Regions from separate parts of the Mus musculus genome. Here region 1 is linked to region 2. The links are chromatin contacts, called in public Micro-C maps. All regions are on one chromosome and are shown on one strand. Each heading gives the region's core, a stretch centred on a gene start, on an enhancer-like site or on the middle of the called end of the contact. The rest is flanking DNA. Distances are from core to core; before and after follow the strand shown.

Evidence for each region. Hi-C and Micro-C count contacts between places; a contact is called where the count stands out from the background.
Region 1: a Micro-C map of the G1E-ER4 cell line shows a contact between it and region 2. The contact joins two enhancer-like sites. A contact is called at or near these places in 3 of 484 Hi-C or Micro-C datasets (the G1E-ER4 cell line, cranial neural crest and embryonic fibroblasts) and 2 of 115 datasets of contacts at active chromatin or transcription factors (microglia and stem cell-derived neural progenitor cells).

Annotation. Positions count from the first base shown.
Region 1 is chr7:68,084,293-68,088,942 of GRCm38.p6, forward strand. The region is part of intron 2 of Igf1r (insulin-like growth factor I receptor); the gene reads left to right. Among named protein-coding and RNA genes, the nearest start is that of Gm51488, 51 kb to the right of the region's middle. Within about 2 kb of position 2,004, at least 160 of the 459 cell types and tissues checked have an H3K27ac peak or open chromatin away from gene starts, as enhancers often do. A contact at or near this core is called in the G1E-ER4 cell line, where this site is marked.
Region 2 is chr7:67,992,468-67,997,624 of GRCm38.p6, forward strand. The region is part of intron 1 of Igf1r (insulin-like growth factor I receptor); the gene reads left to right. Among named protein-coding and RNA genes, the nearest start is that of Igf1r, 43 kb to the left of the region's middle. Within about 2 kb of position 2,989, at least 29 of the 459 cell types and tissues checked have an H3K27ac peak or open chromatin away from gene starts, as enhancers often do. A contact at or near this core is called in the G1E-ER4 cell line, where this site is marked.

The DNA.
Region 1 (4,650 bases), core at 754-3,253, 91 kb after region 2:
TGCTTCAGGCTCTGGTCTAGTTCCTTATAAAACCTGGCATAATTCCTGTAAGACTTGTTTATTTTATTTTTCCTCAGCTCGTTATCTTGATATTTTTGCCTTTGAAGAAGTTATAGAATTATTGCAATTTAATCACAGACATGTATTCTACAAGATCTATTTGATATCTCCTGGTTACTTTCTTGTTGCTTAGGCCTTCAGTCAGGATAGAAACATGGGGCTGAGGAGTTAATCTCCATGCTTTGAGAAACATGCCCACTTGATCCCAGCACTGTGGGGCAGAGTGGGTTGGCGGTGTTAGAGGTAGACTGTTCTGGAAATGTAGCATGCTTTCCTACACTCATTCATATTCATTCATTCTCATTCTCTCTCTCTCTCCCCCCCCCCTCCCCCCTCTCTCTCCCTCTCTCTCCCTCTCTCTCCTCTCTCTCCTCTCTTCCCTCTCTCTCTCTCTCCTCCCCCCCCTCTCGTGTCTCCTTCCATTAACACGAATCCAGAAAATGGGTATTTGTATTTAGGCCTGTTTCAAGGTAGGACAGAATACTAGGTTTAATTAATTGATAGACTGATTAACCATGGGAATTCCTGACCATCCTTAGGGCTTGGTACTTCCTAGTCAATACATACATACATATATACATACATGCATACATACATACAAAAAACAACAGCCTCCCCTGGTTGTGGAGGAAGCAAAAGCCAGGCTGTGAGGGTTTGCCATATAAATAAGCGTGGGCTTTGGGGGTGGATCTGTAGTCCAGAGGGAACATGGTGATTGCCATTAGGGGGAAAAAAAATTAAGAATTGAGATTACTCCTTAGCTTCTCAGATTTTTAACAGCCTGTAGAAGGTTTAGATGTAGTGATATCAACATAAAAACAGCCAATATTTTAAAAATGTATCTTTTGGGAAATATATTGTCTCCTTCAATGCAGTTTGGCAACCTGTAATAAGCTGACAGCCCCTGTCTTTCTAAGAATTTTTTAATAAAATGTCAGGGAAGGAAAAGTGTATCAGCAGATAGGAGTTCCTTTAATAACACAGTAGGTGTTGGTGTTCGTGTTAGTGTTAGAACCGCCCAGACAGGCAAGCAGCTCTGAGAAATGCCCGAGTAGCCTGGGCTTGGCTTGAGTAAGAGACCAGCTGCCCCAGAGGCCCCTGCAAGCTTCGCACAGGACGCAGAGGCCGAGCTGGTGTCTGAGCACTTCTCTTTGTTTCGCTTGTTTTCGATCTGTCTTAGAAAATACGGCGGCCACAAACCCAGTCCCAGTCCCTGCAGCTGCTTGGTCTTTTTATGAATGAGGCCCAGAAGGGGGAGGAGAAGGCTTGCATTACACCAGCCGTTGGGTAATACAATTCATTCACTTGCAGCCATCCAGTCCAGGCTTTTATTTTAAAGGAAATGACTTGTTTATTTGACAGTTCAGATTAGCCCCCCCCCCCCGCCCGCCCCCCACTCCTTCCTGGACTTAGTGTGTTCAAACACTAGGCTTCAACATTAAAGCTTGTGTTCTGAGCATTTGCTCAATTTAATTGGGTGAAATAGTAGGAAAGGTTGATTAAGAAGGGGAGCGGCCTTGTCACCTCCTGGGATCTTGGTTACTCCTCTGTCCCTGTGCTATCTAAGAGGAGAAGCCTTGCAGTCTCTTTACTCAGCCTTCAGACCTTTGGGAGCCACAAGAGTGGAGTGCTTTTGGCAAGGTGATACCTCCCTGAGGCCTGCCCAGATCTGAATGTGCCTTCTTACCCTGCATTCTTGGCTTGCTTCCCTATCCTGCACTGGCATTTCTTTATCTGTAGCATTTAAGGCCCCATTTTTTTTTTTTTGTGGCGACTAAAATCTGAATTGGAAAGTGTGTGACAAGGGCTGGTCCTCTCCCCACCACCACTTCCTGCTAGGGGATGAACAAAAAGACCAGCCATTGTCCTGAGCATAAGTCAAAACAAACACCCATAGGAAGCGGCAGCCTGCTTACAGCTGCCTGAGTGAGCCCAACACTGGGCCGCATTGCCTCACAAAGAGACCGTCCTGGGCATGGAGACAGACCACTGGCATTCACGGCACAGATCTGATGCTGACCATCTTTGCCATGCTCAGGCAGTGATGTCTGGTTTGTGTCCATGACCACGTGTTTGGGAAAGGGCATTCTCTATGAGATGTTATTACCAGCACTGTCTGTGTGTATGTATGTGTATGTTAGAGAGACTTACAGTTGTTCAATCACAAGTTAAGGACTCCATTCTGTAAGACAGATATTAGATGCTGGTGGAAGAAGTGACCCTGGCTTTGACCTTTTCAAGCCCTTAATGCCACATCTAAGTTGTTCTTAGGTTTTCTTGTGGGAAAGGTGGGGTGTATGGTGGGGTAGTTGTGAGCCATCTCACTATAGGTGCGGGCTGTCTGAAAGGGAATGATATGTCGACTTGATAATCTTGAGTCTTCCTGGCTAGTTGAACTTTCTGGAAAATGTGAGTGTGTATGCCCACCATTCTTGCCAGTGTCCTAGCAGGGTGAACTGTAGGCAGACAGTGTATATGAACTCTAGCATGCTGCTGCTGCTGCTGTTTTCTTAAGAGTTACTTATTTTATGTATTCGAGTATACTATTGCTGTCTTCAGAAACATCAGAAGAGAGCATTGGATCCCATTACAGATGGTTGTGAGCCACCATTTGGCTTCTGGGAATTGAACTCAGGACTTCAGGAAGGGCAGTCAGTGCTCTTAACCACTGAGCCATCTCTCTAGTTCCATGCTTCCTAAAACCTAGAGTGAACATCTGGGCTGGAATAGCTGGAATGAGTTGACAGCAGGATGTGGCTGGTGATTCTAATACAAGGTTCTAACCCTTACAACTGACAGAGCAAGTTCATGAATACTTCCCCTATGGTTTCTTGTAAGTAGTCTTGTAATTTCTGGTCATAAATGTTTTGCCTTTGAATAGGTTATAAAAGTGTGTGTGTATGTGAGTGAGTGTGTGCGTACATGGATATCCATATCCATATCCTCAGGGCTTTTATCAAATACTGGTTGATTGGAAATATGTTGATTTTTTTTTTCTTTTCTCTGTTTATTCTGTAACCAGTCTAGGTGTCTGTTTTTCTGTCAGTACCATATTCTTTAGGTTACTGTAGCATTGTAACAAACATGCACTTGTAGAACTTTCTTTTGGGGCACTTTTACAGTTGTTTTTGAGACTGTGTCTCATATAGCCTAGGCTGGCCTTAAACTCTCTATTATCCTCCTGGCTCCACCTTTGCAGTGTACTTTGAAGCTGGGTGATGTTTTTAAGCTTTGTACTTTTTGCCCAGGATTCTGTTGGCTATCAGAGGTCCTACAGCAGAGCACTGTCATACAAGGAGAGGAAGTGAAACATGCAGAGTGGAAAAGCTGGGCAGAAGGAGAAGGCCCTGCATTGCCCAGCGGTCGGGGTCTCAGCAGAGGTCAGCCCACTGTAGCGTGGAAGAGGGCTGATGAGGTGGGACTGAGAACTGAAGAGCAGAGCTGTGTTCACTTGATTTTGGGGGTGATATCAAGAGAGCCAGAATTGTTAAGAACTGGGAGGGTTTCAGAGACGTTGTGACCAACAGCTGCTTTGTGGATGTGGAGTAAGCAGTATACACACTTTAAATCTAGCTCCATGGAAGTCATTGAGTTCACATCTCAATTAGCATCCAGTTGTACGTCAGTGTGTGCAAACATGCGCATGTGTATTGTATTTATTTAGCATCATTGAAACAGGCTTTGGGTTTCTTTTTTTTTTTCCCCTCGAGTTGATTTTTTCCAAATAATTGAAGCTTACATCTCAGTTTAATAAATATAAGCCTTTCTTCTCAACTGTTACCGACAGATCTTCATTAATTAATAACGCACCATTTTCTTCGTAATACAGGGCACTATTACAAAGTCTGAAGCCGTGGAACCTGTTGGCACATGAGAATTGGTTTTGTTAAAGAGGATTGGGCATCTGTGTGTGCTTGTATGTAATGCATTGTGTCTGTTCCTGTGGCATCCTGGCACCGTGAGTCCCGATCCTAGGCTGTCTCTCAGTAAACTTGTTTATAGCATTTTCACCCACCAAGGGCAGAAGACTCTCATTGTTGCTTTTAAGTGGGCATCAGGTGCCAGGCATTTGGTGGCTGAGACACTAGAACCCTGTCCATCACTTGGATATGGACACAAATGGGAGATCCTGCTAACGGTTAAGTCTCTCCTTGTGTGTTAGTGCTCTTTCGTGAGTTGTTCAACTCCTTCAGAATCCTGGCTCCTCTGTCTTACTTTGCCACCCCATGACTCCTTATGTTTTCCCAGATAGGAATTGTACTAATGAAAATGAGAAGTAAATGTAATATGTAATGTTCTGTCGGTAATTGTTTGTTTGCATTTTAGCTTGTCATGGAGCTAATGATATTTTAATTGTAGCTGACTTGAAACACAATGAAAAAGTGGCTTCCTGCTGTTTTGGGGTTTTTTTGAGGATTTTTAAAAGCCGGATTCAGAAACTTGAAGGTAATTTAAAATGTTTGAGCCCCAGAAACATATTTATATTCTACAGCCATGAACGAACCAGGCAGGGCTTGTATTTAATCATTGGAAGAGATGTAAGTACAGTAAGGAAACAAACAGCCTGGTGCACACATCCATTACATTATT
Region 2 (5,157 bases), core at 1,739-4,238:
GTAAAGTAAAAATAAGTCTTAAAACCAAGGCAAATAAGAGCCCAAGAGTCTCAGTGTCAATGCAGTCAGGCTTATGAAGTTTCAGAACTGGGCTACATCGTAGAAACGCTCATCACCTTTAAGGGAGTGTAGTATGCTTTACAATGAGTCTGTCCGTGTGTGTTGGCTAAAACCCTTGGTCTGCTCTTCCCAGCAGGCCACATGAGACCCAACCAGCCCTCCCTAGGGTCCTGACATGCTTAGTATCTGTAGCTGTGCCTTGTGACAGGCTTTCTGGTTTCCACCCCTTCTTGCCTGTCAAAAGTATTGAGGCAGGAACAAACCCAGAACTTGGGGGTCTCTTCTGCCATCTCTTATTCTACTAAGGACCACTTAGGTATCACCTAAGATTGTCTTGACTTTTTGGGGGTGCAGGCACAACACCCCATCATCACATACAGAAATTATATCTAATTAAGTTGCCTAAGTCTTTTTCACACCTCCTACATTTGCACATTTCTTTTTTGCACCCATGTCCAAATAATATTATTTCCTCTCTGTTGCAGTTCCAATCTGTTGATCTTTTTTAGTTCTTGACTCTGTCATCCGGTGCAGTTGCTATCTCCCCTGGAAACTTGTCCCTGATTAGAGGGACATTTTATTAGCATTATTGGTGATGTTACTGATAGTAATGCTGAAGTAGATATGACTCAGAAGGAGCATCATGGCCCTTCTTCTACTGTCCCTTAGTCAATCAGCACTTCGGACTGTTACTGAGCCATTGGAATGCAGTTCTCCTTGCCTCATTCTGTCAGCAGGGATGTGATGAGATTGTTTTACGTAGCTCTGTAGACAAAGCATGTGATCTTGGAAACAGCCACTTTGTCAGGGAAGGGAAAGATACAAGACAGAGTCCTTACCTGCTGTGGTGTCTATGCTAGCTTGTGGACCATGGCCCATGACTTGATTCTCCATCAGTATGCTTCTTCCAGTTCAGCCTTTGGTTGATGATGGTTCAAGGATGCACGTAAGGAGATATTACTCTCATGTTTGGGCTCATGTACAAGGTGTTGAGATGATCTGAGAACCTAGGTGGGCATTGGTTTCAGATATCTTCTCCTGGAGGATGCTGGGAGCAGAGCTTGTGGGTTGTTTGGCCTGGTGAATGGAGCCTTCTCCATTTCGTGGAGAAATCCTAAATTCTGAGAATGTTTGGTCTTAGTGAGTACAGCTTGCCTCTGAAGAAATTAGGGGTTCACACCATCCTCTAGATAATTGGAGAATGCAAAACAGTACCACTCAAAAGTGGGTTGTCCGGAGGTGACAGAGCAAAGCAGTCAATGCAGAAGTTGCAGGAGATAACAAAGGCCATCACGTGACTAGGTGAGGTGAGGATGATGGAGACCAGGGAAGGAAGGAGTAGTAGGAGTGGGCAGGTTGGAGCTATAGGATCCCCCTTTCCATGATACTTTACAAGGCAAGAGCAGTGTTGACATTCAGATAGACCCGTGTTTAGGAAAACAACCCACAAATGCATAAAGTCAACAGGTAGGGGTCAGTGGTAGGGGGTGTCATTCTGTCCTTCAGTCATACCAGATAGTGACACGTTACAGTTTAGTTTGCAAAGATGGTGAGTTCCATGTGGTGTTGTGGCTTCTGCCTGATCCAGAGAGATGGGTGCAGACGCCTAGGTACTTCAGTATGTTTGCCAGTTTGCCAGCCGCGTGTTTAGAACTTATCTCCTTGGTGAGTCAGTGCAGGACTCTTGTGGGGTCTCTGCCTGGGGTCTCTGCACCTGTGTGTTTGCACTGTGGTAAGGCTGTGGCCAAACCTGCCTCCCACCCCACTGGACTCTCCTAGACCTATGGATGTGTGGTCCATGTACTTTGGGTTGGTTACTGCTGTTTCACACTTCATATTTATCTAGGGTTTGTGCCTCAGCACCTACAGTGGGTTCCTTGCCATTGCCTTGTAGAGGTTGAGGCTCTTGCCATGCAAGTTTCCCCCTTAAACTTGAGTGTCTTCTGGGTGCTCTTGTTGCTGGTCTGGCCTGCCTCTCCCTGTGTTCTCATTCTCTTTTCCTCTTCTCTGTTTCTGTCTCTGTGTCTTTCTGGCAAACTCCCGCGCACACACGCACACACACACACACACACACACACACACACACACATCCTGCTTTTGACTTGCTTCTGTTGTCTGTCTCTGTCCCCCACAGTCTTGACATCAGCTGCCTAATTGCAGGGACTTATCTTCCTGAGGTTTGGTTAGGTTAAGATTTCAGTACCTGCTTAATGATTTTATCTCTGTTATCTCAGACTTGTATTCTATCGTATCTCGCAGTTTATTTGTCTACATAGAGGGCCCTTAGCCCGGTGTGAGTGTGCAGCAAGCCCGTGGCAGTGCCTCTGTGTCGTTACTGCAGAAAGCACAGAAAACCTTGTCACGGGTGGGTGGGCTTTCATTTCTGCCAGGATGGCCACTTCACGAAGTCTAAAGTTGTCACTGCTGAGTTCCCAGCATATGGGTAGCACTTAGCTTGTAATAAGCATTGCTTACATTTGTATTGGAAGAATTAATAAATTTAGTCCCAAACCTGCATCTAAGCCATGAGAAAAACTTGAGGCCTTGAGTGAGAGTGGCTGGTTTCAGTCCATCTGTATGGCTGTGGGGGACTCAGGATCACTCTAACAGTCACCAAGTCAGAAGCTCTATGCTTCAGGAGGTTCAGACAGGCTTGTATATGACCGTGCACACACACACACACACACACACACACACACACACACACACACACTTTATATGTATATTTAGACATGTTTTTTTATTATTATTATTAGCCACACATGGGGATGGAGCCCAGGGTCCTGTGCATGCCAGGCAAGGGCTGTTCCACTGAATTAGGTCCCCTAGCCCAAGGCTTATAACTTGACACACCATGGAGAACCACTTCCTAGGGTAGGAGGAACATGTGAGTGAATGTGGTTTCCACCCTGACTATCAGCTAGATATCGGTAACTGGTTCATCAACACAAGCTCAGGTCACTTAAGGATACTGGAACTTTGTAGGGCGAAGTAAGACACTGAAGGAGTGAGCATGAGCACGTGGCCTGTAAGCAGAAAGATGTAACCGGTCTGACAGCCAAAGCCAGCGTGCGTGGGTATGGGAGGACAGAGGGACAACCTTCACGGAGAATGCTTGCCTGCCTGCTTCTGAGCAGAAAATCGCAAGTCAGAGAAAGAAAAGGAAAGGAGGGGTGTATCTCTGCAGGGTTTCTCTGCAGGCCCATACTCAGTGGGGGCTTGTTCTGGCTTGGCTGCTCCTCAAAGACACCCCGACACCCCCCCCCCCCAGTCCCAACACCAGCTTCTGGCAGTATAGTTCACTGTTCGTAGTACAAGGTGAACATGAAGACATATGCCCTGCTGAGGCTCAGTCCTGGGGAATGCCTCATAGGGAGGCAGAACACTGCTTCTCTGGGCCCCCCCACCAGGTGTGGCATGGCAGGGACTGGGCCCTGTATGCTGTTTTTTTTATGAAATGCCAATCATAGGGAGTGGAGATAATAAGAAAGGTTTCGAACCATTTCCAAGGGTGTTATTTTAAAGAACAAGCACCTTGAGTCCTGGACTTTCTGGGTATGTTAAGACGAGAATGGCATGTCAAATCTCTGAGCAGGCCAGGTTGTTTTTATGACGATCTGTAAAAACAGCTGCCCTTGTGCAGAAGTGAGCCCCACTTCGTTCTGCACAGATCTGTTTGTCTCCAGATGCCTTACGTGGAGGGGACACGCGTGCGTGTTCTTTTGCCTTGGAACTAATTCCCTGTAAATTTCCCACTTCTTAATTGGCAGGATAGGATAAAAAACGTCACATCAGTCTCTGTAAATTCCTTGCCTTGGTTTCAGTGTCCCCAGGGTTCAGGGCTGCAATTTTTTTTTTTTTTTTTTTTTTGTGGGCATAGATTTTTAGATTGTTTCTATGGTGAGACAGCTCTTCTGTCGGGCAGCAAAGAACAATTTGCACATTCAGATTACACTGTTTTATTTTAATTTCTGTTCTCAAAGTCACCCATGTCATGGAAATCCCTTACATTCCTGCCGTTGCCCTCACTTATTGACTATGTCAGGTGGCCGGGCTGTCTTGTCTGTGTGAAAGAGAAATGTACATATACAGTGTAAACATGTCTGCGTTGACACATGAAGATAAAAGGCTTAACATGAATTGTGTCTGTTTACACTCGACACAGAAATTCTCCTCTGACAAACTGGAGTATCACTCGTGCTTGTTACCATAACACTCTCCCCCCTCCTGTCTGGTTTCCTGGCTAGTTACAGTTTACAGCAGGGAGAGGTCCTCTTCTCAGAGCTCTGGGATGGTGCTCTCAGGCTAATCAGCTGCTGTGGGAGGACTGTGGATTCGCCCCCCTTGGTCTTTGTGTGTTTTCTGCATTGTCTATATGATATGGGTTATTTTTCTCAGCTCCTGACTCAGTGGGTAAAAAACACTTGCCATACAATTATGGAGACCTGCCTGTGTTAGAGTCCCAAGCAGTAGGGTCAAAGCAAAACATAAGAACAACAAAAACAGGTATGGCTGCATGTACCTGGAACCTCACATTGGAGAATGGGGAGGTTGTGGAGTCCAGGAGTTCCATGGCCAGCTAACTTGGCCCAAATGGCAAGTTTGGGGCTCACTGAGAACCTCTCTGAAGGCAATAAGGTGGGAAACAGTAGAAGACAATCCTCTGCTTCCTCTATGTGCAGGCACAGGTATGTGTACCTGCATAATCAAGTGCATGGGACACACATGGAGGGGGGAGGGAAAGGAGGGAGGGAGGGAGGGAGGGAGGGAGGGAGGGAAAGGAGGGAGGGAGGGAAGGAGAGAGGGAAGGAGGGAATATATACATGCACATAGGTTTTTCCATGGGTCACACTGCAGATCTTGGTGGGTGCAGAGAGAGGAGGGGAGGGCAGGGAAGGGGAGGGGAGGGGAGGGGAGGGGGGGTGGGGTGGGGTGGGGTAGTAACAAGGTGGGATCACGTCTTTCCTGGGTCTCCTTGTGTCTCAGAGAATGGTAGCTGAAACATCAAAATCAGCATGTGGAATTTCTCAGATGCAGATTTTAGGACCACTTTGTGATTTAGCAAGCCTCCTTGCTAGGTGTAACTGAGCTCTACTG